Linked DNA regions of Zea mays: region 2 is linked to region 1. A link is a contact called in public Hi-C data. All regions are on one chromosome and are shown on one strand. The core of a region is the stretch at or near the end of the contact, and the rest is flanking DNA. Distances in the headings are between cores, read along the strand shown.

Evidence for each region. Hi-C and Micro-C count contacts between places; a contact is called where the count stands out from the background.
Region 2: a contact with region 1 is called in a Hi-C map of ear, with 4 times the contacts expected there. The contact joins the enhancer-like site here to the promoter of LOC100192672 in region 1. A contact is called at or near these places in 2 of 25 Hi-C or Micro-C datasets (ear and tassel).

The regions. Positions count from the first base shown.
Region 1 is chr2:135,056,597-135,063,993 of Zm-B73-REFERENCE-NAM-5.0, forward strand. It overlaps LOC100192672 (transmembrane 9 superfamily protein member 3), which reads right to left and starts at 3,353. Exons shown (of 12, transcript NM_001137880.2): 1 at 3,160-3,353; 2 at 1,026-1,218; 3 at 790-894; 4 at 653-670; 5 at 477-565; 6 at 255-407. The coding sequence starts at 3,249.
Region 2 is chr2:135,621,085-135,628,481 of Zm-B73-REFERENCE-NAM-5.0, forward strand. No RefSeq gene overlaps it. Among protein-coding and RNA genes, the nearest start is that of LOC111590883, 5.2 kb to the right of the region's middle. Within about 2 kb of position 4,762, at least 14 of the 20 cell types and tissues checked have an H3K27ac peak or open chromatin away from gene starts, as enhancers often do. A contact at or near this core is called in ear and tassel, where this site is marked.

The sequences.
Region 1 (7,397 bases), core at 2,103-4,602:
CAGTCTGTTAGTTACTTTTGGGTCCAATCCAGCTCATGGGTGAAGTTTTGGTAACCCACTAACCTCTCTGTTTTGGTATTTAACTTCATGTTATTGTCTAAAATTATGATATATTGGTATTTTTTCCTATGTTGTTTAAAACTACGTTTAAACGAAGTTTAAACGTTAAAAGTCACAACTTCACCCATGAGCGTTTCAGCGTTTTATCGTTTTAATAACCTTGGGTATGTTGCCCTGGTGCAAGCAAGAATTACCTGGTGTTCAAAGAACGGGTAGTCTAAGTAAACCTCAAAGCGCCGTGCAAATGCCACATTTGTTTGCACCCACTTCACTGAATAAGTCATATCCAACTTTTTGCCAGCTTCAAGAAGCTTAGGTGACTCTTGTGTTAGATTCACATGAATTATCTATAAAGAATTTAATTAGCCAACATATAGGTCTCAGGTAATCCTTTTAAGGTTATATACAACACATACCCTGTTACCATTGTATTTAACAACAATGTTCTTGTGAGTGTAAAGGTAGTGCTTTTTCTCATTGTTTTTGTCAGTCTCCCCAACAAAACCTGCTCAGAGGGAAAACGGCTCCATTATTTCAAAAGAAAATAGAAAGACTTCGTGCAACAGAAATGAATAGGTATAAAACCACCTACCCCACAATGGCAGATCATCTAGGTTATGGAACCACGGTAGCCATTGGAGCAAAATGTGGAGACAAAGAATGTCAGAAACAAGATAAAGCGTCCAAAAAATGTGCATCAGAATAAAAATAAACGATGATTTCCCATACCTATGAAAAGCTCAAACCAATATGAGTTTTCAATGGCATTAGCAAATTGCTGAACCTTTTGAACATCAAGTTCAATTGTGCAAATGGCCCCCTTGTCCACATTTTCTAAAACAAAAGAAACAATAAAATGAAAAGCCAACAAAATAAATCAATTCAGTCACAGAAACAAACATGCATCAATACACAGTCCAAGAAAAAACAAACTTCAGGAGGATGTCAAGATAAGGCAAGCATACTTATGAACTTTATATCGATCTGACTATCAATCAGCTCATTTCCACCAAGGACCTCTCCGAGACCACCCCATTTATGTGCAGGGTTTTCAGATGGTTGACAAAACGGGAGACTGTAATAGTTGTAAGTTTCTTGAGGGTTATTGTAAGGCCCAACCTTGTTTACCCATAGCTTAACAGGTTCTTCTGTTTTATACTGCACATAAGAAAAATATTATAAGCTGCAATGATTTAGTAGGTAAAGGCATTATCGTCATAGTTAAATTCAGTGCAGGTAAATTCTGAAAAGACAGCAAAATTTAAACTGGTTCTGGTTGTAGGAAACAAGTTTTCTGAATATTGTAGCATCAAGGGTAACAGTGAAAGATATAGAAGCATGGTGATCATGACCACTAAATGTTTAATTTGAAACAGCCCCAACCATATCAGGGTGAAAAACTCAGACATTTCTTAAATCCAAGGATTCAATCTTCTAACCACTAATCATCAGAAATGTATGTATTTCATGGACTCAAAACAGAGCAGCCTTCTAGCCAGAAATAAAAGGGTAAGCACTAAGAAGTCAAACTAGGACTTCCATAATCCACATATCGTTTTACCTTACCAACCACAAGTTTGTCTAAAGACATAAAGGCCTGACTTTACATCATAGAGTAAGCGAAAGGGTCTGAGTAGCACTCCTCAGGTCCTAGGTTCGATTCCCCATGGGAGCAAATTTTCAGGCTGTGGTAAAAAAAAACCTCGTTTGTCCCACACCAAAGCACAGGTTTAAGGCCCAGCCCCGGTCATTCCCATATGGGCTACGGTGCCGCTGTGTATGGGTGGGGCAGGGGTTCGGGGGTTTTCTCAACCTACGTGAGAAGGTTTTCTTCTTAACATAATGTCATGGGGGCGATCTTACCGCTACAGGTCGAATTTTTTTTTACATCACAAAGTAACACTCGCATTACAGAAGACTACCCAAAAGTAATTACTCTGAAAGGTCTAAATGCAGTTACACTCAGCATCAAACTAAAATAATGTCCAAAATAGAACTGCCACCCCCCAGGATGCTGCCGCAAGGACCTGCCACTGCGCTAAAGCTCATCACTTCTTAGCCAACTGTGAGTATTCCAGTCCAGAAATGTAACAAAATAAAATGAAGAATGGAGATGTATTCGCCTTTGAACTATCAAGTCAAATGCCACCACATCATGTTCGACTAGTAATCTCCCTATGGGAGCGCTTATCTGAAATCCCCACGATAAATACCATATTAAAGTGCAGCATACCAACTGTAAGCCCGCGATGATCCGCATGCATTTTCACCTTTCCTAAACATGACACGCACCCAGGGGCGGACCCACAGAGGGGTCCAGGTGGGCCGCGGCACATCCTAAGCCGGAGCCGGCCCACCAAGACCCGCTTCAGCCTTCACACTAACGAGCCCGAGCGCGACCAGCATTCTCATCTCTAGCCGCCGGCCGTCAGGACGTTGTGCCCAGCCCTAGCGCCGCCAGGACGCCGCGCGCCTAGCCCCAGCGCTGACCAGCTGCTGCGCGCCCGCCCAATGCTGCCCTGCTGCAGCATGCCCGACAGCTTTCATGGCGCGCGCCACTTGCTGTGTTGATTCTTTTGAAGTCCAAGAGAGAAACATATATAATTGTATATATTTTTTTGTACGGCACACCCTATATAAAAAACCTAGGTCCGCCACTGCACGCACCACCTGATAATGTGAATGAAAAACCAAAAAATGCATGCAATTGTAAGCAAAGAGATGTCACCTATATATATACATTAAAATTTACACGAGGCCTACATTTGACGCAACTAGAACCAGCTGTTTGTCCACGAGAATGTTAACACTATCCAAAAGTTGCATGCAAACAAAAAGGAACAAAATTTTGTCTGAATGCGGCCCCCGAGCAGCCAGGATCAAAGCAACCAGTTCCCAAAACAACCCCGAAACCGTATCTCGCTCATGACTCCAAATCTGTTGCGCCCAGAATTTCGCGCCACAGAGCTACAGAGCAAAGTCACCCCGTCGTACTGAGCACGCAGTGGGCCAGCGGCGCTCGGCACCCAGATCCGGCGCGACGCTTCAACGGATCCAGCCAAGGGAGTGTTCAGATCTAGGGTTGGGATGAAGGGGCACCTTGTGCTCGGCCTCCGAGGCGTACGCGAGGGGCGAGTGTGCGACGGCGATGAGGATGGCCGCGAGAAGAAGCACGCCGCGGCGGAGCATCTCGGCGGCGGCGAGATCTGCGCTGAGGGAGGCGTGTTGGGGTGTCTCAGTCTCGAACGAGCACAAGCTGCCTCATACGGAGGTAGTCAGAGAGAGAAAGAGAGGGGCCGTAATTTTGGGCAGAAACCTTGTGAAATATTGTACTGTATATGCGAGAATGTTATTGTTATTTACGAGAACGGAGCCATAACGGGGCAAACGTGAGAAAAATCATGACAAAATCGTGTAAACATTCTTCCTGTGTGCTGAAGGTACGTTAGTCGTTAGAATGGAGAAAAAATAAAGGAAATTTATAGGATTCAATTTTTATGAAAAGTTTTCCTATGAGAGCATTGCAACAAAGGATTGAATCCTTTAAAATTCCTATGAAATGATATCCTTTATAGCAATTTTGGTGGAAAATAAGCATGAGATCCCCTCATGTTTTATTTCTTTTATGTCTTGTATTCCTATTTTGTGTGTATGATCCAAACACATATTTTGTGACTTTTTGTATTATAAATTCATGTATAATTCTAGTGATATGTGCGTTCTAATCATGTGTTTTTCCTATTCCTGTGTTTTGAGAATCATGCGTTCCAAAGGAGCATGTTGGGACCTGACACATGGGCTCAAGCAGGTGAGAACACAATGCATGACAAAACGGTAGACATGAGAACTGGAACATCTTGTCAAGCATGTCCACACAAAGTATTTATAGGGTAATCAGGAGGACACAGGTCTAAATACTATTGTACTCCTTGTTGGAGGCCTTCTCTTGCCGAAGGTCCTCGAAATATTAAGTTGAGAATCACCTCTAAATCCATTTCAGGTGTTCCGATGGAATAGTGAAGACCACCTTTGTCTCGACAACACATGCGAAGGCGAAGCTAAGGGTTTGGCTTCATGGTCTGGGCGCGAAGTGATGAACGGCCTAAGGCGAAGGAAGAACCCGGAAGCTTGATAAGCGTTGCTATGAAGGAAGGAAGACGATGGTGCCCTTAGAAAATCTTGTAGTTTATATGTATAGTAACTGAGGACATATTTGTAATTTTATACAAAATGTACTCCGACTCATCACTAAAAATAGAGGTACAGTGTCATGCAGAGAGAGAGGCGGTCAGAGGGGAAAATGAGAGTGATCCGCCTCCGAAGCTATATTATTTCCTTACCTTTTGTATCACTGTCTCAACTCTTTGAAGGTACGCATGTAACCATTTATAATCAAGAAAGAATAATAGAGGAAGTACACCAGTAATGATCTCCCTTAAGCACTTTTATTCTATTGTTCGAAGGTCTACAATTATAATAATCTTCCTCCTCTAATCTACCCATTAAATAGATCGAATGAACGAAGCCACGAAGGTCTTTTATTTTTAGTTGTGTTGTCATGTTTGGTCCCCTTTAGGAATCAAAGCAGGTAACCAACACCCATGGTTACCTACTGCATTCATAGGATACGATGTGCAATAGGGTAATTACAGTATAGTATTAGTGCGCACCTAATTACACCAAATCGTCTACCCCACTAGGGGGCCTGAATAGAGGGTCCGAGGGCCTAGCAGGTGGACCCAGTCTTATCTTGTGGGTCTTGCTCCCATCCACTCCCTCAAAGAATTTGACCTGGGGAGTGAAGTTCTAGCGCCTTAGCTGCAACCAGTCTCAAGGTCTAGGGTCTTCGCATGCTCTTGTGGGATCTACTAATTTGAAGGGTAAGATGTCGGTGGATCGGATGTGACAGCCCTCCGGGTAGCCTTTGAGCTGAAGAGCCCCTATAGTGGCCATCCTTCGCTCCAATAGCGCAAACACGGTAGAGTGCAAGGGCTCCCCTACATGTAATCTACGCCAAGATCTCCACCTCGTGTAGCTTTGAAATTTGTCAAATCTTCCAGCTCTTTTGTGGTTGCCTGTGTGTGCATGTGTTCTGTGAATCTTCTCTCCTTGCTGGTCTATGTCCTACGGGGTTTTTCCCTCACTTCTAGAAACTTTCCATCATTGTTGTATCTTACGCACACAAGGTGGTCGATTAATTGTTCTAAACAGTTTTCAAAGCCAAAACCCGACCTATTGGATATCTCTTGTCACCTCCACTCTCTATAGGGTCTTATTTACACTTAACTCGCATAACATGAGTCAAGTTGATTATATCATGGATTCCAATTTCAAAAATCAACTCAGGTTCATATCAAACACCTGTATCATTACTCATTTCAATTAATACCTTGTGCCACATCCCTTGTGTCCACTTTCAAATTTCACTCAATTGTCACCAGACCATATTAAAATCTTTACCTTGGGCCACATCCCTTAATAATATTCATTTTAAAGTGTTTCATACCTTTATCCTTGGCACACTCATACCCTACATTGTCACTTTACCAAATCTCTCGTGAATATGTGTTGAGTTTCCCATTTCATATCACTATGATTGTGTGATTGACACCTGCTCACCTCTTCTTTCATTTCAGTGTAACGACATGCCCGACTCAAGCGAAATTCTTCTCTGTGCTTGATCATCGAGTGACACTCCTCAGGTAGCAAGCCATTTCTATTTCTTATCTTATTTGCTTTGTTCCCTAAGGTACTTCTCATCTCTAGTCAGTCACCTTTCCTATGTATCGTGAAGCGTGCCAGTTGGTAGTGCTTAGGGACAGCTCTTGGCAATGTCAGTTGATAGTGATCAGACTTAGATTTAGTCTCAGTGCTTAATTAGATGGCTCGGACCAAGAATTTGGGTCCGATCGGTGGAGGTGATGGACGGGAACCACCTCCCCCACCACATCCCAACAAGGGCAAGGTGAAAGGAAAATGTGCCCTTGGGCCATTTCTATTTATTTTGGTGATTAAATGCTCAACACATTACTATGATCTAACATCTCTTGCTATGAGCATAAGCACAAGTGATTATTGGGGGTCTTCCTCTTCTGAAGGTCCTCAAAAACATCACTAACCATTTGCTTGCAACATATTACTAAATATTACAGGAGCTTCATCATCAGAAAAGCTTCAGAATAACACAAGAGGAGCGAAGCAAACTTCATCTAACAAGTTTCATCATGGTCAAACGGGTGGACGACGTGGTTTCGGCATAATGAAAGGGAAGTACAATGAAGCACGCTTCATCAAGCAGGTTTCGTCACGACGAAGCAATAAGACAATGCAAGGAGAAGGTGTTGCTCAAGTTATTAAATACAAATGGCGATGTTACCCTTGTGATATTTTGTAAACTCTGTATGTAATCATTAAGGGCATAAATGTAATAGCGTACGAACCATTGTGGTTGCCTATAAATAGATGAACAGTAACCTCATACTATTCATGTTGGTTTGTAATTGCTCTTGTGTCAAGACCTTTAAACAAGCCGAAGGTATCAATGTAATATAAATTATGTTAATGTTCATATGTATATATATATCATGAAATAAAGATATAGATGAATGAATAACATATATTGCCTCTATGAGCTATTATTCTCATGTCATGAATGATGAAGGTATGTCCTTCATGACCTTCGTCTGAAGATTGTTATATCCAAAAGGAGATAATGCTTCGAATGACGAAGGTCCTTAATCTTTAACAATTGTGTTGTCTTGTTCTTGATTCACAACATTTGAGAACAAGTGACCAACATTGGCGCCCACCTCCAGTGAACTCAAACGACCACCTTCGACACTAGGAGCTCGACCAACCACCTTTGTCATGCCACCGAAGAAGGCAATAGCGCCAAGGGCTGCTCTTGCACCGCTGGTCATCAACTAAGAAGGGCTCCCTCTGAGAGAAGCCTGAAACCAGAAAAGGAAGGCCATTAGCCCAACACCACAGGAAGAGGAGCTAGATCAAGAGATTAGAGATCTAGAGGCCACCCACCACCAAGTGGAAAGAAGAAGGGAGAAAATGCTTCGGCTAGCTGAACTCCAGAAGAATATTGATGAAGCTGTCGATGAGATGCGCCATATCACACAAGACAACGAGCAAGGACAAAGGACACAACAGAGAGAGCTTCTCTAGGAAAGCCCAAGCTACGATGATGTATGGTATGACGATTTTAATCATGGTAACTTTGCTTTTGATGTTGCTTCTCCCCTAGCAACAGAGTTGCAAGCTACCCCATGGCCATCTTCGTACAAAACGCCACAACTCCCCATGTATGATGCGTATCCCGACCCGAA
Region 2 (7,397 bases), core at 3,512-6,011, 570 kb after region 1:
GAATTACATATTAATAATAGTTCAATTCATGATAAATCTAGTAACTTTGTTTTTATATTATAAAATGTTTTGAAACATATAGTATAACCGGTCAAAGTTGATATTGATTGACTTAGGACAAACCTAAAACGACAAACTGATATGGACGAAGGGAGTATGTACATATAGATTTAGCCCAACGGTGCTAAAAACTATTTTCCCAGTTATAAATTATAAAACATTTTGGCTTCTTTAGATACATAATTTTTTATAATTTATTAGATGTTTGAGATGCATGGTAAGTATAATGTATCTAAAAAATGATAAAATGTCTTATAATTTATAATGGAGCAATTGTCCCTTGTCTTTTATCAATACTTAACATTGTTAAGTACAACTAACGGAGTAGGGCATACAACAGTTACATCCTAAGACAGAGACACTAGTGCAATTGTCCCTTGTCTTTTATCAATACTTAACACCGTTAAGTACAACTAACGGAGTAGGGGAGTAGGGGCGTACAACATTTTCGTTTTGAAAAAAAAAACAAAGGCAAACACGCAAAGCCTAAGAAACTTGGGCAAATCTGCAGTTACACCCTAAAACAGGGGCACTGGCGCAATTGTCACTTAATATATTTTAATCAAATTTACACCCTTATATGTATTGTTAAGGCCTCTTATTTGTTGACATAAAAACAATCGCATCCTTATAAATATTGCCAATGCATGCCTCTTATTTGTTGACGTAAAAACAATAGGCCTGTTTGTTTCATTGGAATTGAATTCTATTTTATTAATTATAATTTAGACAAAACTAATTAAGTTCATATATTTATATATGTAATATATTTATATATTATCCAAAATCATACGAGAGAGATAGTTATATACTACATTTATGTCATAGCGAAGCAATTAGAAGAATGTGCTATAAGTTGTATATCAGAAAAATAACATGTAAATCTATAGAATCAATTTCCATCTCTCACTCCATGAATTTGAGATATGCTTATATGATAACTTTAGAAAGTGGTGGAATGTCACATTCTAAAAAAATAGCCTATTCCATTAGTATGATTCCAATTCCTAGAAATGAAAGGAAACAAGCGGGACCTAATGGAAAACCCCACGTTAGTTGACAACAGTATTAGTGATCACGTACGAGCATGACTTTTCATAGCTCATAGTATTATACCAAACCTAGCACCATGCATAGGTTGCCAAATGTGAGGGCCACACAAGCCGTGTCTTATTCTCCAACTTAACACTGGTCAGTATATACTAATAGGGCTACTATACTAATAACCAACATTATCAAGTTTGTTAGTCTATGTGCCAAATAAAAGCTGAGGTAGGTTTAATTTGATAGGTTGCTAGGTAGGTAGGTAGGAAGGCCTTCTAGAATCCAACAAGCAACAAGGACTGCCCTGGGCCTTGGGTTGGTGGAGTAGTGGACAAAACAAAAAACAGAAGCAGCGAAAAAGCATCTCGAGCTCAATATGTTTGGTGGACTACTATTTGTGTTGCCCACTGTTAGGTGACCCATCAATTTTAGCTTGGAATCCGGGCCATTTCTTTTCGAGGCACATGAAAGGTACTCCTGAGCTGTTGTCGTCCGTTTCAGCTGGGAGACTACTAGCTTTCACGTGTGCGTGTGTAAAAAATATATACTCCAGTATTAACTTGTACTTTTACGTTGCTGTGTGTATGGATGAAACGGTCGCATGTCATAAATATACATCCGTTGTTGAAAGGGTAATGTTGGTGGCCTTTTAAGATTCCCGTATCGTTTTGTTTGAGAACAAGAGTATTGGAGGGGATTGAAAGATGTTAGAATCATTTACTATTCAATTTTGAGCAGCAGGGGATTATAACACCATCAATCCAAAAAAAGGTGGTATTTTCTCTTTGTCACATGCATGTTTGCCGTGCGTTTAGAATCAAGAATTAAGAAGAAATGCAGAATTTTAAAAAAAAAGCAGCGCATTCGCTGAAGCTGAAACCACCATTGAAAAATTGTGCACACCGTAGGCGTAGAGCCATTTTATACTAGTGTTCTTTGAAACACAGATGTAACCAAAATAACTACAATTAATATCTCAAAAAGAGATACACTATCTTTCACTACAACAACAGCTTCAGTCATTTTCGGCAGTCAGGAGTCGCTAAAAATAAGGCCTTTGCCGTCGAAAATAAGCTATTTTCGGCGGCCTTATGATTATTTTTAGCGGCTCCTGACCGCCAGAAAAAATCAGCCGAAAATAAGCCTTTATTTTCGGCGGCCAGTGATCAGCCGCCGAAAATAACTGTTGTCTTTCGGCGGCTGACACATATCCGCCGAAAATAGGGTATTTTCGGCGGCCACCTGAACAGCCGCCGAAAACAAGGCCTGCCAAAAATAGTTGCTGTCGAAAACGTGGTCCACAAAATCTTTGGTCTTGGCTACCCAATCATCAGAATGACGTCCATTTCTATTTTAGCCATTGTACATCCATGCACGATCTTCAACCATGCCTGAGACTATTAAACCGAACCATATCATGAAAACATTATTCAACTTCGTCAAAGGTTTCGGTCCTACATGTATAGGCAATGATAGGTTCTAAACCCACAGCAAGCTAGCAGGACCCGCCGAAAATTCGGCAGCATAACATCGCTGCCAGTAAACAATATATTACTTATATATAAAACAAAGAATGATATAATATTAATCAAATCAAACTAATTACCACATACACTAATAATGCAACTATTCTACATACCAATATAATGTACTTGTAAAACTAATAATTAATAATGTAATATTAATATGAAATTAATACCACAAATGCAATATGCCACTAATCCCTAAACCACATATACCACTAATATATTAATGAAATCAAACTAAACAATAATACTAATCACACACACTAATCAAACAAACATAATTACAAATATATACTAATTTCGACGGCAATTAAATAACGACCGCTGAAAATATGAATAAAATACACAAAAAATTACCTTTGGATGGCGAAGAGCTCGGCGACGATGGCGAAGTGGGTGGGAGGAGTAGAGCTTCGACGCGGGCGGTCCACGGTAGCGGAGGATGACAGTGGACGACGGTGGCGGCGGTGCGGGCAGCGCGGCGGGCGGGTCGGCGGGGCTGGGGTCGGCGCGCGGCAGGACGCGACGGCAGGAGCGACCGAGTGAGGAGAGCGAGCGGCGCGGGGTGAGAAAGAAATAAAGAGAAGAGAGGAGTCGGGAGAGCCGTTTTAAAAACTGAATGCTCGGGCCGCCGAAAATAAGAAGCTATTTTCGGCGGTTGTGTCAGAGGCCACCGAAAATAAGCTTATTTTCGGCGGTCAAGCTATGCCGCTAAAAATATTAACTTACCTGGCCGCCGAAAATAATTTTGGCTGCTGAAAATCGTGCACAGTGTTGTTGTGTTTATTTCCTGCTATATAGTCTCAACTCTCAAAAATTAAATAGATATAATACATTTAACTTGTGTGCTAAGAACTAAAGTGTTGTTAACGTAAATGGCAACAGTAATGGTTCACACTTGAATACCAATAATAATAAGTTTGACTAGGCCAGTATCAGTTTCAAGCGTGGTATCTGATTATGAATGGATTTAAACAAACATGGTTTAATGTTATCAATTATTCGTGACGTTACAAATACGTGAACCAACTAGGACCTAAGACTGACTCCAACAGAGGCCATGCAAATCGAGCAGCCATTCAAGCCTTTGGCTAGCGTCTCTGGTTTGCCTGTCCCAGCCATATGGTATACGCTTTCAACAACACAGGCAAAAAAGCAGCGGTAGTATAGTCCAACAAATGGAGCAGATGGTGGGGTCATGTTCTCAGACACAGAAAAAGGAAATGGCTGCCAGCCACAGTACAAGCTATTATGATTTTCCTCTCTCTTTCCATCCTTTTTGTCTAGCTTGTTTGGCTGCCCTGTTGGAAGGTGTTTTGTACTGCTACAGTAGCTCGTGGACAGCTATTTTAGCTTTGTGGGTCTATTTAGCTGCTATGTTGGAATCAGTCTAAGAAGAAGAAAGAAAAAGCAAGCAAAAGGAACCAAATAAAGCTGAAGCTGACGAGAGATCGAGTACCTTAAGGGGTAAGGATTGAGGCAAATAAATCCAAAACCAGTTTACCACGAGCATGAAATGACAGAACGGGTAGAAGCTCTCTGGCTGACACCAAGCACGCATCACACAAACGCACACGTGGCCATTGATCTGTTCAACAGGAAAAGAGCCAACCGGCCGGTCGGACTAAAAATAAGGCCGGCCGGCAGTGCCTGTCCCTTGCAGCCATCGCCAATTCGCCGCGTTATGCTTTATTTACGTGTTCTTGGTATACGGATGGAATGGATATATATATTCTTTCCATGTGTAATTTTATCATCAGGATCTCTCTGTTCACACTTCACACATGCATGCTGAGTGACTGAAATACTACCACCGAAACCATAGCATGCATACACTCTGACGTCGTCGTCGTCGGGTATCTATCGGCTGATTATCTAGTGTATCGCTCCCTACCGTGTGAAGAAAGTACCACGGAGAAATCTGCCCTGCTGTATCTATCGCTCAATCTCTTGATTAATTAGCGATCGAGGCCTTTCTCTCGATAATACGCCATTAGAGAACGCGCTTAGAGTTAATGCGTTGTCGTCGGAATCTCTGTCGTCTTCACGTTGCCGCACCAGAGTGAGAGTACGTTAACTGAGACGGACAGGAACTGACAAGACCGCACAAACACTGCAGAAAGCAGCCGGGCACCACGCACGCAACCGCTTCTCCCTCCCGTGTCCTATCTACAAAGCAAGATCCACACGTACGTTGCCATCATGCTGCGCCAATGATGACCCGTACGACCATGCAAAACCAGTGACAAAGTGGCGTCGACGTCACCCTCGCTCGCACACACATCAGAACATCGAAATGCTTGTATGCATGCATACAAGCTGGAGAGACTGTCTTGGCTCCCAGGAGAGAGTGTGTCTAGTCTAGTAGTAGTAGCCATTTTCGCATATGAAGGATGCATTGGCTCTTCTGTCTTGGCTCGAGTCTAGATGTACGTGTGTGTGGCTGACTTCAACCACTGGACAGTCTGGAACAATCCCTCTTCTTCCATTATTCCATATATACTGTTAGAGCAGCTCCAAGAGGATGTTTAAAACTATATTATTTTTAGATGTGTTTCCGATCCTATTCGAGACAATGGCTACACATCTTACAATTTGGAGTCTAATTATACGGTGCTTTGCCCAAGCATAAGAGGAACTCCAACAATCTACCGATATGAATACATGGACTCTAGGAGTTTAACATTGCTGGGCGTGTCCATTATCTCTCCCTTGGGCATGTCAGTGTTGCAAGCACATGGTTGTCATCAACATTGTCAGACTATCTCGTTACGCATCCACATCTCTGTATTTATATTCAAGCTTCACTCTATGAACAATATAGTTTCCGCTATAAAACTGTGTATTTGTGTGATCAAATGAATGGACCAGCCCTGGGGAATGCATGGCTACAGTTCATACATTATCCATATATGTTTGTCTGTATTGGCAACAGGGTGAACAAATTCAACTGTTGTGTCCTACCGACGCCTGCTGCAGGTCTGTAAGGTTTGGCTTTGTTTTGGCCTTCGTTATTCCAAACTGCATTTCTCTCTGTCTTACTGAATGCAGAGTATTGAGGCAGGACACAGGTACAAAAGTAATCTAAGCGCTGCCGCTTCTATATATCCGTAGTTACATAATCACCACCTAAGAAAGTGTGAGTAGGATACTTAGCTGGAAAACCGGCCATAGAAACATTTTCATTCCACGATACTCTTGGTGGGGCTTCTGAACCCCGTCACATTCCTGAGGCGTTTCTTCATTTCCGTTTACAGCAAATCATATCCATTGAGTTGCCATGAGCCGAGTGTTGATTTTACAAAAATCCAAGGAAAACAATATTACTATTAGAAGCTTATAGTGCTAACGTACGAGAGCGTTATGGGCCTGTTTGTTTCGGCTTCTGGCAGCTTCTGGCCACCAAAAGCTGCTGCGGACTGCCAAACGCTCAGCTTTTCAGCCAGCTTCTATAAAATTTGTTGGGCAAAAACCATCCAAAATTAACATAAACACATAATCGGTTGAGTCGTTGTAATAGTAGGAATCCGTCACTTTCTAGATTCTGAACCTTATGAACAACTTTATCTTTCTTCACACGTAATCGTAATAATACTCAGATTCTCCCCACAACCAGATTCTCCCCGCAGCCAGATTTTCAGAAAAGCTGGTCAGAAAAAAGCTGAACCAAACAGGCCCTATGTTAGGCGATGTGGCACGGTAACTATGACTTGAGGCGAAACCCCCTTCTTCGTGAGCTAGATTGTTTCCGATGTTAGGCAAACACCAAGGGCGGGGCGAAGGATCAAGCTCATTGGTGAAGATTTGGAGTTGCCTCGCATGAGGTGTTAAGGCTTGGCAACGACGGCACACTGCGGTCTTCCTCCTATATCAAATTTTCGGTGTAGGCGTCGTCGAGTTCCTTTGGTCATGTGTGGCCCGTCTTTTGGAGTCGGAGCTGCTCGGCAACGATGACTCTAGATGGGCTTTTATGTAGGGGACTGCCGTGACTGGGTGGTTTGTGCACTCTGTGTAGGTTTCGGGCCGGTTTTCCTTAAAACAGGACCAATTCCATTCTTCTTAATTGAAAGGCAGAACTCCTGCCATTACGTTCAAAAAATAAACTAAACAAATATACAAGGGAAGAATATGACTGGTATTGTTAGCTTCATGTCCTAGACCCTCTGATCCTTCACAGCAGCAACATTATTAGGTTTTTGCAAAGGGATTTCACAATGAATAGGAGTTCAGCAACAATATTAACAAGCATGCAACAGAAAATTCACACAGATCTTCATTGAATCTACCTTTGCCCTGAAAAGAGATAGGTCTCGAAGTTGCTACTATAGCATCAGATAGCATTTATGTTGTCCGAAATGAATGTAGAACTTCATGCGAACACAAGATTGACTTAATGACGAGTGATTGTCAATGGGTAGCATCTCGGGTCGAGTCATGGACTGAACGAGGCATGAGATTATGTGTTGTGCAACCATGTTGGTCGGCTTATGGTGTAACACCCCTGGTGTTATGATAACTAAAATGCTGACATGACATCATAAGCATTAGCATTATCTTGTTTGATATACCTAGAATGCATTCACTAGGTTAAACTTTTTCAAAAGTGTGATGTTGTGCGTTGGGTTTAGAGTTTAGTTCAAGGACTTCGCTCAAGTTAAACAGGAGTAGATCATCTCTCAAGCAAGTGATAAGTTGGTTTGAAGTCTTAGAGTGCTAAAGGCAAGACTTAGAACCAAGAGAAACTATGATTTCGGAGGTAGGTTAAGT